Regions from separate parts of the Zea mays genome. Here region 2 is linked to region 1. A link is a contact called in public Hi-C data. All regions are on one chromosome and are shown on one strand. Each heading gives the region's core, a stretch centred on a gene start, on an enhancer-like site or on the middle of the called end of the contact. The rest is flanking DNA. Distances are from core to core; before and after follow the strand shown.

Region 1 (3,162 bases), core at 264-2,763:
GGCGCCAAGCTAGCAGATTTGTACATGGCACGGATAGTATGTCTACACGGTGTGCCTAAGAAGATCGTGTCAGACCGAGGATATCAGTTTAATTCTTAGTTTTGGCAAAAGATGCATGAGTGCTTGGATACAAGATTGAATTTCAGTTCATCTTACCATCCTAAAACTGATGGGCAGACCAAGAGGACCAACCAAGTACTGGAAGATATGTTAAGAGGTTGTGCTCTTAAACATGGTGGCAGTTGGGATAAGAGTTTACCATATGCGGAGTTCTCTTACAATAATAGCTACCAAGACAGTTTGAAGATGTCCCCGTTTGAGGCTTTATATGGCAGAAAATGCAGGACTCCTTTATATTGGGATCAAACTGGTGAAAGGTAGTTCTTTGTGCTAGAGATTATACAAGAGGCAGAAGAACAAGTCCAGTTGATAAGGGAGAATTTGAGAACTACGCAGTCAAGGCAGAAAAGCTATGCTGATACTCGGAGGAGACTGCTAGAGTTTAAGGAGGGTGATCACGTGTATCTGAAGGTGTCACCAATCTAGGGTATGAGGAGGTTTAAAGTTAAAGGGAAGTTGTCCCCTCGCTTTATTGGACCCTCCTTAATCCTAAAGCGAGTGGGAGAAGTTGCCTATCAACTGGAATTACCCGACCACCTGGCAGAGATGTACATGATGTCTTCCATGTGTCCCAACTAAAGAAGTGACTCAGGGTACCCAAAGAGCAGCTACCTATGGAGGATCTCAGTGTTTAAGATGATCTAACTTATATGGAGTATCCTATCAAGATTCTTGATACTTTGACTCGTGTCATGAGGAGTAAAGTGATCAAAATGTGCAAAGTGCAATGGAGTCACCATGGTGAAGATGAGGCTACTTGGGAAAGAGAAGAAAAACTGCGAGTAGATTTTCCCCACCTCTTCCCTAGTCCTTCCTAATCTCGAGGACGAGATTCTTTTTAAGGCGGGTAGGATTTGTAATACCCAGTTTGTAAATGAAAAGAAGAGAGTATATCTCATTCTATGTTTTTGCCTCATACTCTATATCACATGGTAATAACCATATATAAGGGAACAAATGACTAAAGACACCTAAAATAAGCCATGCATCATATTGGAGTTTAGTTTGTGCATTTAGTAATAATAACAATAATAGTAGTAGAAATATAATGATGAGTTGATAATATGAATTAACCCCTAAATTGAAAATTGGGTTTGAAAATGGAAAGGAAGAGAGGGAGATACTATAAAAAATACAAAATAAAATTTATAAATAAGAGTCATGCTGGAATGTTCAAATTGAATATTTAACCGGAGGACCAATTAGCCACAAAATTTGGAAATTTAAACTTGGAGGCTGATTTGAATTTGAATTAGGAGATAATACAAAAAGGGAAACAGTATCGGCCACGTGGGCCTCCTTTCCCTCCTTTCGGCCCACTATGGCTTCTAGCGCGCAGGCCTAACCAGATCCCGCTCGACCGCGCGCGCCAGCTCCAGCTTTTAGCTGTCATGCGGGCCCCGGGCGTAGACCCCTCTTCCGACCAGGTGCTCGTCTCTCTGGAGCCGGATCCCACCTATCATCTCGCTGCGCCGTCAGCTGCGGTAATGGCCGAACGGCCCGCGCGATCCCGCCACGGTCGCTGTGGTAGTTGCGTCAACAGGCGAAACCCGAGGATAAATCCCCGCATCACCTCCTCGACCGCGAGCCCTGAAGCCCTACACTCTCACCAGACCTGTCGTCCCTCTCCATCATCGCGAAAACCACGCATCAAAGAGACACCGTCGTCCGCCGCCGTGGGCTCGTGCCTATACCGACGATTGGAGGCCAGTGTGGAGTCAGGATCGTTCATCGGCATGTGTGGATCGCTAGCATGAAGTATTGAGCTCGGAGGCCCGTCCAAGCGCCCTAGATTTCTCGCCGTTGTCGGATTCCGCCGCGCGCCACGAATGCCCCTGCTCGGCCCTTAATCCCCGGTAAGCACCTTCCCAGTGACCTTACCGTTCCTACCACCTGTAATTACCTTCGAATAGGAACTTTAGCGCGCGAATCACGTTTGGGCTGCTCGTCGGCGATGGCGCTGCCACGGTCCTCGGTGTGGTCGCCGGAGTTTAGCTGAGAGTGAGGAGAACGCGTCGTAGCGGTTGAGATCGGATTGAACGGATGCGATTTGATCTTAGTTAACCCTTCACAATATTAAATCCGGTGCGTCGATTCAGAATCGGGTGGCTGGGACTTGATCGCCCCCTTGCCGTTGTTGCTCGATCGGCGGTCACGGGGGTGAGACGTTAGGCGATACGTGTGATCTAATCATGGCCTTCGGTTCCGATCTAATGGTCGAGAGTCACTCATACCCCTTCGGCCGAAAGAACTTACATAAGAGACCCTGAAAAATCAAGTAATAAACCTGCAGTCCACTCGGGTGCACCACCGAGTCTTGAACACGTTTGCACTCTAGCCCCCAAGTTCCTCTGGTTTTATGCACGCAGTCCACTAACCAAGGAAATTGAGAAAAACAATATAGAAATTGATTTATAGTACAAAAATAATTCCAGAAACTTATATAATTCATAATTAATTTTTTTTAACTCCAAATTGATCCATTCCAGTGGAATTAATTTTGTATTATTGTTGTTCATCACTTAGTACCTCTGTTTAGCTATGAAAATTAGATTAAAATTATTCACTTGAGTTATTCCACACCGAGCACTTAATAACTTCAGAAATTCATAACTCAATAACCGTAATCTCGAATTTAGTGATTCTTGTTCCTACGATTTCGTTACGACGAGTAGAATATTATCATGTATTTTATTCTACTATTTGGTGTGATGTTAATTTCTGCTATACCATGTTTGTTTATATTGTTGTGAGTAGACGAGCCAACTACAGAGGATCCGGGTGTTCAGCAAGTGGAGACTGCTGAGTAGGAGCTCGTTGCAGGCAAGTTGTGCCCTTGATCACTTCTTTTACCCAATCATGTTCTTATTAATCTTAATGATCTGCATAGGTTAATTCTGATGGGACCCAATAGGTTACCCTAGTTTGGCTATCTTTATATCTTGTTTACCACTGAATTTTTGGGTAGTACCTGCTATTGCTTTATGTGGTTTTGGGTATGGAGATACACATTATTCATGATCATACTTTTATTATCAATTT
Region 2 (3,245 bases), core at 340-2,839, 150 kb before region 1:
ATTACTCTGGAATTCAGTTTAACACTACCAAACCATCCATTTTCCCGAAAGTCCTTGAACTATACGTTCCACAATGCACAATGCGCGGAAAATTCATTGACACTTCAGAAATACCAAATGGAAAGACATCAGTCCACGAAGAGAAAGCGATCATTGTGATAATAATCTATTGAGTGTTTCTCCAGTTACCTACGACAACTAACAAAGTAAATTTTAATCAAATTGTTAGTGACCAAGAAAAAATCAAATGTTGCTGGAATTCGACAGGACAACTATCAGCTCCTGACCAAAGATGAGGAAATTTATAAACAGTTTTCCAAAACTCTAAATCCTACCTTAACTAGTACTCCATTCCGAATTTTAAGTATTTTTGGCTTTCCTAGATACATTTCTTCTACTATGCATCTAGACATAGTGTAAGTATAATTACACACCAAAAGGGAATCTAGAAAAGCCAAAATGTCATAGAATTTGGAATGGAGTAGAAATTTACTACTACACACTAGCCTTGTCAGGGAAAAACTCTAGAATTACAGAATCACTTTGCAGGTCAAACAAGACAATTCAATAATATCCATTCAACAATAATGTACAACTTAACAAAAAATAGCTTCTTTTATTTGTCTTCTACAACTTGCTATGTCAGTTTAAAATTGTAGTCGACCAAGAAAAACAATCTTATGTGGAATTGGAGCAGGGACAATTAACAGCTTCTGAGCAAAGACAAGTGAAATTTATAAACATGTTCTCAAACTCTACTCAATGCATTAAAATTGTAGAAAGTTTCTACTGTACAGTAACCATAAGTTAAAAACTGTAAAAAAATTACACATACTCATTTTGAAGGTCAAACAACATAACTTCATATTATCATGCAACAAATAAATAGCAAACATCTAACAATAGCTTACTAACTGGCTAGTTTCTTTGTCCCAAATGTATCAGTAATATACCTACTGGCTACAATTAATACAGTATTTACTAATAGGAAAGATATTTCAGTTCAAAAGAACCTCGGTTTAAGCAAAACATAAGCACCAGGGAAGGGGGTTCAATGGTAACCCACAATCAATCAACAATTGGCGAGAACTAAATAATCTAAACCTTGAATAGAATCTAATGAGGGGCAGAAAAACTTACATGCTGAAGCACCCCTGGCACTTAACATCCTACAATACAAAAAAAAATCCCAATTAACACATGGGGGATAAAGAAAAGGTAAAGGGAAAACGACCGAGCTAACAACCGCCGCAGAAACGGGAGCACGATAGAGCTAAGAACAAGTATCATGAAGGAGACGCATTAGGGCAAGAACAAGTACCATGAAGAAGGAGTTGGGCGACTGGACGAGTCTCTTTTTCTTGTGCTTGAGCTTCTCGAGTTCTGCCGGCGGGTTGAGCAGATCAATGTCGTTCTGGAGAACCTGCGCATCCAATCAATCTCAGGATCCGACCGAGCACGCTGGATCTTCAGTAGCGGGTAGATGAGGGGATCAGAGCTTACCATCTTGCCTCGGGCTGCGGCGGAGGGAACTGCGTTAGATGCGGCGGCGGCGGCGGAGGCGCTGCAGCAGAAGTCTGAGCCGGGAGGGTTTTGCGCGGACGACGTGATGGTTACTTTATACTAGGATCTGGAGAATCCCGACCGTTCGATCCAGCTGGCTCATCATCACGACCTTTGGAGTGACCCGCATTGCGCACAGTGGCCTGGATTATTGGGCTTGTCTCTGTAGCTGAATTGAGGCCCATTTATGTGACACTGCAAGAGAACTACAAACACGCTTTATATATGCAAAGTGCTACGTTTTTTATTTATGTTTAAGTATAAAATATAAAACATAAAAATATATATATTCTGTTGGCGAGATTTATATGAATTTAGGTTTAGAGCTAATAATTATATTTTGAATCTATATTTATACATAATTTTAGTATTTTTATAACTTAAATGTGTATGGAGGGAATGGAGCACGACGACGGTGGAGCGTGAACTAGAAAAACTGGTGCTGACAAGTCCAATGCTCGCACGTTGCAACGGCACGCAATTATATTTGATACCCATAAAAATTAAATTCAATATCAAATAGAACATATGATCCACATATCAAATTTTAAACTGATAAGAATAAATATTATACTTTATTTTATCTAAAAGGACAAAAAGGGTATAGGTTGAAAAATGAGCTCGACCCCTTTCTATAGATCACTCAGTCGCTCTTCCTTCTTCAACTAGCGAGGTGTTACTGTGTATAAGAGTGTTGTGTTGTACTGTTGTGTGTGACTTCTTATTGTGTTGGGCTGGGGTAGTTTCTCACGGCCCATCTATAGAGTAATGGTTCATTTGTGGTGTAACGGTCCATTGCTAAGTGAGAAAAAACGGTGGAGAGGAACAGACCTACGCGCTTCGCATATGACATACGATGCACGATCCATAAAACTATTCATGTAAAAAAGTGTGTGTATATATATATATATATATATATATATATATATATATATATATATATATATATATATATATATATATATATATATATATATATATATATATATATATATATATATATATATATATATATATATATATATATATATATATATATATACACACGTCACACAACGCTGTCGTGCCCATTCAACCTCTTCCCACCACCTCCGCCCCCTTACACGCCTGTGGTTCATCGCCGAGCAAGGCAAAGTCGAGGTGCCCATTCAACCTCTTCCCAGCACCTCCGTCCCCCTACATGCCTGTGGTCATCGCCGAGCAAGGCAAAGTCGAGGTAAGTCATTAGGCAAAGTTTAGGGTCAATTTTTTTCTAGGGCATCTCGAGTTTTTTCTTAATAACATGTCTATTGCTTTCATTATTATTCTCATATTTTTGATAAAATGTCACCAATATGCAAATCACCAATATGCAAACCTAGTTAAATATCCTTTCTAGGTCATCGTGATTTGTTGCATAGGTTTTATACTATCACCACTATGCAAATACAATTAAATCTTGTTTTGTTACAGAGTACCGGTGCATATCCATTATCTATGCCCATAGTTGCACAATATATGATAAAATGCACTATTCTATGGTTGCAATCATTCTTTCTACATCCAAGGCTTTTTTAGCTGGATTTTTGGTCAATTTTATGCATTTTCATGATTCAGGCATACCTTCACTATTTATGCATACAACTACGTCATTTATCCTATATGTTCCATTTTTTATACAACCATCATGATGTAAATCCAGT

The links. A called contact is a pair of places that touch in the nucleus more often than the background predicts.
Region 2: a Hi-C map of endosperm shows a contact between it and region 1, with 3 times the contacts expected there. The contact joins the promoter of LOC542617 here to the enhancer-like site in region 1. A contact is called at or near these places in 2 of 25 Hi-C or Micro-C datasets (endosperm and leaf).

The regions. Positions count from the first base shown.
Region 1 is chr4:224,410,057-224,413,218 of Zm-B73-REFERENCE-NAM-5.0, reverse strand. No RefSeq gene overlaps it. Among protein-coding and RNA genes, the nearest start is that of LOC103654656, 38 kb to the left of the region's middle. Within about 2 kb of position 1,513, at least 18 of the 20 cell types and tissues checked have an H3K27ac peak or open chromatin away from gene starts, as enhancers often do. A contact at or near this core is called in endosperm and leaf, where this site is marked.
Region 2 is chr4:224,564,755-224,567,999 of Zm-B73-REFERENCE-NAM-5.0, reverse strand. It overlaps LOC542617 (ribosomal protein S27), which reads right to left and starts at 1,589. Exons shown (of 4, transcript NM_001112144.2): 1 at 1,504-1,589; 2 at 1,322-1,423; 3 at 1,141-1,169. The coding sequence starts at 1,506. It overlaps LOC111591473 (U2 spliceosomal RNA), which reads right to left and starts at 2,168; the gene lies at 1,981-2,168.